Linked DNA regions of Mus musculus: all the other regions are linked to region 2. A link is a contact called in public promoter capture Hi-C data. All regions are on one chromosome and are shown on one strand. Each heading gives the region's core, a stretch centred on a gene start, on an enhancer-like site or on the middle of the called end of the contact. The rest is flanking DNA. Distances are from core to core; before and after follow the strand shown.

The links. Promoter capture Hi-C pulls out the DNA fragments that hold promoters and counts their contacts.
Region 1: a promoter capture Hi-C map of hippocampal neurons shows a contact between it and region 2, with 7 times the contacts expected there. The contact joins the promoter of Ankrd46 here to the promoter of Nipal2 in region 2. A contact is called at or near these places in 1 of 39 promoter capture datasets (hippocampal neurons) and 2 of 115 datasets of contacts at active chromatin or transcription factors (astrocytes and embryonic forebrain).
Region 3: a promoter capture Hi-C map of hippocampal neurons shows a contact between it and region 2, with 4 times the contacts expected there. The contact joins the enhancer-like site here to the promoter of Nipal2 in region 2. A contact is called at or near these places in 8 of 39 promoter capture datasets (the 3T3-L1 cell line, the HPC-7 cell line, cranial neural crest and 4 more) and 1 of 9 other capture datasets (embryonic stem cells).

Annotation. Positions count from the first base shown.
Region 1 is chr15:36,495,409-36,498,139 of GRCm38.p6, forward strand. It overlaps Ankrd46 (ankyrin repeat domain 46), which reads right to left and starts at 1,383. Exons shown (of 5, transcript NM_175134.4): 1 at 1,319-1,383; 2 at 469-585.
Region 2 is chr15:34,677,416-34,680,115 of GRCm38.p6, forward strand. Nipal2 (NIPA-like domain containing 2) reads right to left here and starts at 1,291. Exons shown (of 11, transcript NM_145469.5): 1 at 1,144-1,291. The coding sequence starts at 1,278. It overlaps 4930413F20Rik (RIKEN cDNA 4930413F20 gene), which reads left to right. Exons shown (of 4, transcript NR_045883.2): 3 at 628-786; 4 at 1,163-1,789.
Region 3 is chr15:35,913,679-35,916,520 of GRCm38.p6, forward strand. It overlaps Vps13b (vacuolar protein sorting 13B), which reads left to right. Exons shown (of 62, transcript NM_177151.4): 57 at 1,096-1,272. Among named protein-coding and RNA genes, the nearest start is that of Cox6c, 23 kb to the right of the region's middle. Within about 2 kb of position 1,358, at least 52 of the 459 cell types and tissues checked have an H3K27ac peak or open chromatin away from gene starts, as enhancers often do. A contact at or near this core is called in hippocampal neurons, where this site is marked.

The sequences.
Region 1 (2,731 bases), core at 133-2,632, 1.8 Mb after region 2:
ACCCTTGATCCTGCAGTCACTAGCTCAGTTTGCTTACAGGTTGTGCTGTGTATCCTTCGTTCCTCACCACGTAGCAGTTCTCTCCCACGTCTCTCTGGTATCCTGTGAGACACTAGCTTCTTGTAGGAGTCGGGGAATCTTTCTGCTTGGCAGAATGCTATGTGTGCAAGGTACACTCACTAGAACTGCTGTGAAAATACAACTAACCAACACACAGCTAATGTGGATAGACAATCACAGACGCACTCCTCCATCAAATCAACCTATGCTGAAACAGTAAGAATCCAGGACATTTAACTTTATTATCACTACAAGGCTTAAAGAACAAATGCATTTCTCATTAAACTCCCTTGAAACTAAAAGGACAGTGGCACAGGCTCTTGCATACTCCATAAGCATAAGTCTAAGAGAAACCAGTTCAGGCTACGAATTCTATCAATAAACAAAAATCTTAAGGAACACTACTACCTTTGCAAGGTAAAGGGATGCTGGCGTGAAGTCTTGGGCGTCTCCGGTCCCACTTAGTCTGCCAACTGTCTGGGCTTGGACAGGTTGACTTAAGACTCTGTGCCTCAGCTTCTTTATCTGCAAATCAGAGATGGTACTTGTCAGGGTTGTTGCAAAGATTTTAAAAAGGACCATTAGGCACAATATCTGACATGAAGATAGCCAGCTGTTACTGTAACATGAAAAATCACCACACCACTGATGGCACCTTGGGAAGCGCCTAAGTACTAATGCCACGTTCTGAAGAGTGGGCAGTGTTATTTACTCTTCAATAACACACACTTATTACATTCCGCAGCCAATTCTAGAGTCTGTGGAACGCTGTTAAAATAAATGTCTTCTCCCTAAGACGGTTGTTGGGAAATCCGGAGAGGAAGCAACTGCGTTTTAACGACGCGTGTCAAGTGTGAAAGTTCATGATCACCTGAGGCCTAAGCGCAAAGTGTGCAAATCTTTTCTCTCCGCGGATACCCTGGGCAGTGTGACAGTCCGGACAGATCACACGCACCTCCACAGCGCCCACGCACGCCCGGGCTTCGGTCTCCTCGTGAACCGCTAAGGTGTTGACAATTCCTAGCTATGCTTTGAATCCCTGCCTGGGAAGGACGCCGCCATCGGGCTGGGGCGTGGGCTGCCTGAGACCCGCGAATACCCGCGGGCATCATCCGCGCAAGCTCCCAGGCCTGACCCGGGCCCTCCTGCCAGCATCGCCCGCGCGGAAGCCGCTCGGACCCGCGCCGGGCTCCACGGCCCTCAGAGGAGCTGTCACCGGCTCCCGCCCAGCTGCTGCCCACGGCCCCGGCCCTGGTACCTGCGCCCGCGGCAGCAGTGATGGCAGCAGCTCCTCCTCTCCAGCGGCGACAGGCGGGGCGCGGACGACCACAGAGGTGGAGCTCGCGAGGGCAGAGCGGCCTCGCACCCCGCGGCGGCGCGCCCCCTGCAGGCGGGAGGCTCTCATGGCGGTTCGGCCTCTAGCCAGCATCGCGCACATTCACCCCTTTTAAAAAACATACATCCCATTCCCTCAACTAAGTAGAAATTTAAAAGGCAGAAACAAATATATTAAGTGCCACGCGCATTAATTTATTAGTTTAGGGCTGCAGGGGAGGTGTTTAAAATCTGAATCCACAAGTTAGCAAATAATGGCTGACAAGTCTACTCTAAGCTATAATCCTGCCGAGTTATTATTCAGAGTGAATGCTTACACCCACTTATAAGGGTTCCTTGACTTATCATGACATGTGAAAATGATGATACACCCATATATGGAACATTCTTTCACAGAGCTTCTCTCTCTCTCTCTATCTCTCTCTCTCTCTCTCAACTCCAGTCATATAGCCAAGGTGACTTCTTTTAAACACTGTTCTACAAATTCTAGTATCATCCAACCCACCAGATGACCCTGTAGGGTGTTGTCTGTTCAAGAATTACATCTAAGTCGTCCTCCCGCCCCCAGCCCCCGGCAATGTCAAATAGATGTATAGGAGTATTGCCTGGCTTAAGGAAACCTCATATTCCTTTCATTTAAGGATTATAAGAAGGCTGGAGAGATAGCTCAGTTGGTAAAGGACCTGCATTGCAAGCATAAGGTCCTGAAGTCACCCCAGAACCCACATAAAAAGCCAAGCATGCTGGCATGTGGTAATCCAAGTTCTGGCTAGTAGGAGATAGCTGGGTCTCAGTGGTCCCCCTGACCAGTCTGCCAGCCTGGGCTATTCATGGGCTTTAATGAGAGTCCTCTCAAAAAAAAATCAAGATGATTGGCTCTTAAGGTATGTCACCTGAGGCTGACCTCTGGTCTCCATGTGCAAGTGCATGTTAAGTGTTTGCACACTCATGTTTGTGAATGCATGGGCCTGTGCACATATACACACACAGGCCACACACCAGGGCAGGGTGAGCTCAGCCATCCCCAGGGCTGCCAATCATCTTTAGCTATTTAACATTTACTTGTGCAGTGACTGACTATAAATATTCTGTAAATTGGGGATACATTAATCAATTTGTCAGTGGCTAAGTCCATAATATCTTCATATATGCCCATGCACTGTGCCAAATCATTGGGTAATTTAAATGATAATTCTATTCTTACAATTTATTCTTCCCCGGTTGGTGTATCAAACAACTTGAGAGTTTATTGATTGTATTCTAATTTATCTTTTCTTCTTCACGAATTATGGCTTCTGATCAATGGGGAAAATGTAAGGACTGTGAAGGCAGCTTT
Region 2 (2,700 bases), core at 41-2,540:
GGTTTGGATGATGCCTGGGTGGGTCACATCTACTAACTCTCTAATATTTTACCAAGAGCAGACCATTCATTCTTAAACTTATATTGGAAATGTGTCTACTACAAGCATAACATACACTAAGGAAAGTCTCTTCTTTGTAGTTCCACAGTGGAAGCAAGGAGAGTCAGTCAGTGTCTGAGCAATGCCCCTGCCCCATTTTGTTATCTTTTGTGACATAACAGTTTTAAAGCCATAATCTTTCCTGTGTTGAACATTAAAAAGATGATCTAAGCTTATTTATTCGTTATACAAATCACCTCCAAGTTCAGAAACAAACATTTAGGATACTTTTCAAGCATAAAAAGGATCTCTTTGATTAGTGGTTAAATATCCCACTGAGGACAACAGTAACAAAAATTTATGGCCTTATTCTTGCAAAGGAAAAAAGATCTGTGGCTTTGTTCATGCACAAGAACAAAGTAACAGGCTTAGGAAAACTAACGCAAGCCTGAAAGATCAATCACTTGCCCCACTTAGAGGAATATAAATGCTAGGGAGAGCTTTGCTTCTCTGCCTGATCTTAGGGCCAGCAGAGGGGGTAGGGGACACCTCCGATCCTCTTTGATGCTCTTAAATTTATATTGCCAGCATAAACCCGTGGTGTTTGGCTGACAGCAGCGAGCAATGAAGTACTGCAGCTGAGAGTATCTGGGAAGGTTGATGCTGAGATTGCTGGGACCTTGGAGACACAACTCTGCACAGAATTGACATTGGGAGCCCCTTAATGAGTTTCTGCTTCTGAGAAGGGTAGCACCATTTTTTATTTTTTAACTGTGAAAGGAAACTGGCCTGAAAAATAAGTGGAAATCCACCTCCACCGCCTTGCAGGAGGGGAAGAAAGCTGGGGGAGGCGAGGTCCTTGGGGACCCAAAGGCCCAAGAGTGAGACCAGGGAGCAGCCTGGGGGTCTGCTGCTCCGCCGAGGCCGGGAGGGGGGAAGGGGGCGGAGGGGATGGGTAGCCAAGTGTCAGCGTCACGTGTCAGCTCTACCCACTCGCCCAGTCGCGAGCGCGGAGAGCTGGCAGGAAGGCACCGAGGCCTGGCGCCTCCGCGGGGCCTGCGTGGAGCTGGCAGGCGGCGCGCTGTGGTGCGCGGGCGGCCTTACCTGGTTTCTGCGATACCAGGCGCTCGACAGCGAGCCGTTGCCCGGGCCTGGTGCCCAGTATGTGAAGTTCCGAGACAGCTCGTCTAGGACGGCCGAGGCGTCGTCCTCGGGGGCTGTGCGCGCCGGAGCCGCCATGAGGACTGAATCCACGCGCTGGGACTCGGGCGCGGCCCTCCCGTCCGTCCTCCCGCAGCCGCAGCCACTTCCTGCCCGGCGACCCGGCGCCGGCACCTGGCTCCTGCGGCACGCAGGTGAGGTCCGGGCTCGGCCCAGTTGCCGCCGCTCCCTTCTGGGCCCCGGTGCCTACACCTGTCAGCGCAGGAATGACATCATCTCTTTTGCCTCTGGGATCTACTGTGCACAAAGCAAATGTTTGTCCAAGTGCAGGGAGAAAAGGAGCTATCCATTAATCTAAAGAGTGACCGGCACCCTTGGCAGTTCCAGTTCGCGCGTGTAAAAGGTTTAAAATGTTCCACATATGGAAAAAAGAAAAAGCCATAATCTCCCTCTCCCCAATATTGGGCACATTGTGAATGAAGAGCCCAGCCACAGAGTGACCATTAGGAACTATTCGAAGAATAGAGAAGAGATATCCTATGGCAGCTGGATAGGCTGTCAGATAAGTTCATAAAGAATTGCTGAAACGTTGTCAGCTGCCCCATATGGTGATTTAAGTTGAGTCAGAAATGCTAAGAACAACCTTAAGTACGCATACTGGATATTCTAGTCTGACCGGTTTTAAACTCGGTTACACTACAAATGATCTTTGTCTTGTCTGTCACTTTGAACATTCTGTGATTTTTGTGTTATTACATGAAGTGTCTACACTGGGAATTTGTTTTCAAGACACTGAGACTCTTTAAGCTATGCACTTTAAAGATAGGGGAGAGAGGAAACAAGACAGGAAGAGAGGAGAGGGGAGGGAAGGAGAAGAGAGGAGAGGAGGGAGAAAGGAGGAGGAGGAGAGGGGGGATAGAAGGAGGGAGGGAAGAAGGGAGAGAGGAAGAGAGAGAGGGAAAAAGGGACCTGGGAGAAAGCTGTGATGATTTCTTAGGGGAAATATGTAAAGCAGAGAAGAGAGTGTAAGTCATTTCAGACGCAAAAAAAAAAAAAAAAAAAAAAAAAAAAAAAAAAAGGCAAGTCGTCCTGACAGTTGTGTTGGTTCTTGCTTGAGTAAACAAAATGTTAAGTCAACAATTAATAATTGTAGCTAACTATGTTCAATTTAAAGAAACGAATTTATTTCAATTAAATACCCCAAAGAAAAATCAATTCGCTATATAAATTTCATTAATTTCATAAGTATATGGTGCTATAAATCGAACCCATTGCCTTTAGATGTTAAGCAAGCACCATACCCCTGAAACACATGCCTGCTATGTGATTCTAGGACACTCCCATCCCTCAGCTCTGCCATGCCTGGGATCCGCATACTCTTTAATGGAAAATGGTTGTCCAAGAATCGCCAACCTCCACAACCATCATCTCTCCTCCTTTGACCCCATTGGCTGGGAATAAGTCACATGCCTAGCTTTACTTGCCAGAGATTTTGGGGCA
Region 3 (2,842 bases), core at 108-2,607, 1.2 Mb after region 2:
TGTCACCCTAATGCTCCAGAAAAGGGCTCAACATTTATGCCAGTCCTATGCTCTCTACTTTAGGAAGCTCTCTGCTTTGATAGTGACCTGGGGACTTGGCCTCCCTCTTCGGTTGGTGACTTAACTGAGGATCTCTGTCACAGAGACTTGCTATTGAGAGAGGGAACAGTTCCCATCCTTTGCCTTACCTCACAGCCTTCCCAATAAAAAGGCCACAGTACTGAGTTTGGCATAAAGATTCCTAAAGGAAGTTGCTTTTTCAGATCTCTCCTCTCCCTGCCCCTGGTCTTTGCCTGCCCCTGGAGTCCTCTGGGCTTACAAGCCCTCAGTCCCCACCCCAGGCGGAAGGGAAAAGGCAGAAGGCTGTGAGCAAGCCACTGGAGCAGGCCAGCTCCTGGCAAGTCTGAATTTAAATAGGAAAGCAGACCCAAAGCCACGCTCCTGGGACATGGGTGGGGGAGCACTTCCCTCTCGCTAACCTAATCAGTGTGTCCCTGTCACCGATGTTTACACAGCCCAATAGGGTTGAAGGAGAGACATTTGTTTGGCTCTAGCTCCACTCTAAGAGAAGTACTCAGCTTGATAGGATTGTGAAAGATTAAAAAGAACCCTCCATCCTTGTCAAAGCTTGCATCCCTTTTGCAATACCCTATTTTAGCATCTGGCTTCTCACCACCAGGCAGCTGCTGCTGCTGCTGCTGCTGCTGCTGCTGCTGCTGCTGCCGCCGCCGCCCTGACAGATAGGGAGAAACATCTCAGTCTGTGAGCACCTGCAGCCCAGAGTGCCTGACTGAGCTGGAGGTGTTCTCTGCACATGGCTCCCTTTACAGGAGTACAGGAGGCTTGGGCACAGAAGTCATATTAAAGCCATTTGCAAGGCTGCCAGAGGAACACTGTGATTTATAAAGTATGAAAGTTCACCATTTATGAATTCACAGATATGATTTCCCATATTTTGCTCCAAAGAAGCTTATGGGTGTCATACACCCTTCGTTCTAGTGTGGAAAGGGAATTTTAGAGAAAGCAGGCCACTTTTCATGAGTGTTGAAAGTGCTGAACTCAAGGTCTCAATAACCCCTTCCCTTTGTGTTGCAGGCTGGGTGGTGGGGTCTCTGGAAATCCTCGGCAGCCCCGCCAGCTTAGTGAGAAGCATTGGGAATGGGATCTCGGACTTCTTCAGGCTTCCATATGAGGGATTGACCCGAGGCCCAGGAGCCTTCGTGAGCGGAGTCTCCAGAGGGACCACATCATTCGTCAAGCACATTTCCAAAGGTAGCGGGTGCCGGTCCTTGCAGGGCCTTGTCTTGTGTTTCAAGCGTTCATGCTGTTCAGTTTGCTCACCCAGCCTGCAGCTTCTGTTGTGTTAACTTGCTGTGAAATGCTGGGATGATAGCAAAGCTCATGTTTTAAACAAATCACTGCTTGCCTGTAGTGTTTAAAAATGTTTCAGAAACGTTCTCATTGAGAAAACACAAACTGGCTCCACTGTTATTCTATACAATAAATATAGAAATACTGACAGTGTTTGTGACCTCTGCTAAGCAGCAGGGCTCCCACACCAGTTGCCTCATCATGTTTCTAAAATGCAGATACAGTTGTCATAGCTGTCTAAGGACATGGACTCATTGTAGTGGGGAAGCTGACTGCTAAGCCAGCTTTACTCCCACTCCCTACATCCACAGTGCCATCTTGTGGTCCAGACAGGTCATCAGGCATGGAGGCTAAACTGCTTCCCACCAGGAGAATGTTTTCATTTCATCCAGTGTTTGCTCGATATTTTGGTCAGGTTGGCAGTGACCAGGGAACTAACAAGGGCCATCTGAGTCCCCTTTTCTTCTCAGCGGGAGGCAGAGAAAACAGGGCAAAGGCCTTCTTGCCCATAAAAGGCATTTTACTGTAGACAATACCATAACTCTGTTATGAGTGGGCAGGTTACTGAAGACTCTAGAAGACCTCAAAAGAAGACTTAGGCTTGAAATATGAGACTCCATGATCCATAGTGAGGGTGGGGGCTCCTGGTGGGGGGTTGGCAAGAGAGCAGCCAGAGTAATAAAAACAAATTCCATGGACAATGAAAGGGAGCCTCCCCCAGCCCCAGATCCCGGGAGGCCTGGGAGCGGACTAGAAACTCACAGATGTGTGCCTGGTGGGCTTCTCAGTCCTGCCATGGGTCCTCTGAGGTTCTGGTGTTTGTGTTTTACAATAGGACAGCAAACACCTGTTAAACTGTAGCTCAGCTTATTTAGCATCCTGACTGCTTCTTACATTTGTTCTCCCATCTTAGCAAAATCGGGGGGGGGGGGGGTTGTCTGTGTGTGTGTGTGTCTGTGTGTGTGTCTGTCTGTGTTGTGTGTTCATATGTCTCTGTGTTTATATGTCTGTGTGTGTCTGTGTTCATACATCTGTGTGTGTCTGTGATTCATGTCTGTATGTGTGTCTATGTGTTCAAGTCTGTGTGTTCATCTGTCTGAGTGTGTCTGGGTATCTTATGTGTTCAGACCACAGGTAAAAATGATAGCTTCAGAAGTGGGACCTGCCATTTCTTCTCTATTGGTGTCTTCTGGTTTTGCTGCTGAGATCCATATGTACTTGCTGGAGCAGTTGGGACTGTTGGAGCATGGGAAGTTGTCTTTTTTTAGGAAAACCAAACAGAATCATTGCCTGGGTTCCTTTGTTGACTTTTCTATCAGTCAATGTCCAGATTACCAAAACTTCATAAATCTTCTATAGCAAATAGGGTTTTTCCCTCAGAATACCAAGTGATAGAGTTTACTTTCTCCCTTTATTAAGACTGAAGTCATGACCAGGTGCGGTCACGCTTGCTGAGGAAGATCACAAGTTC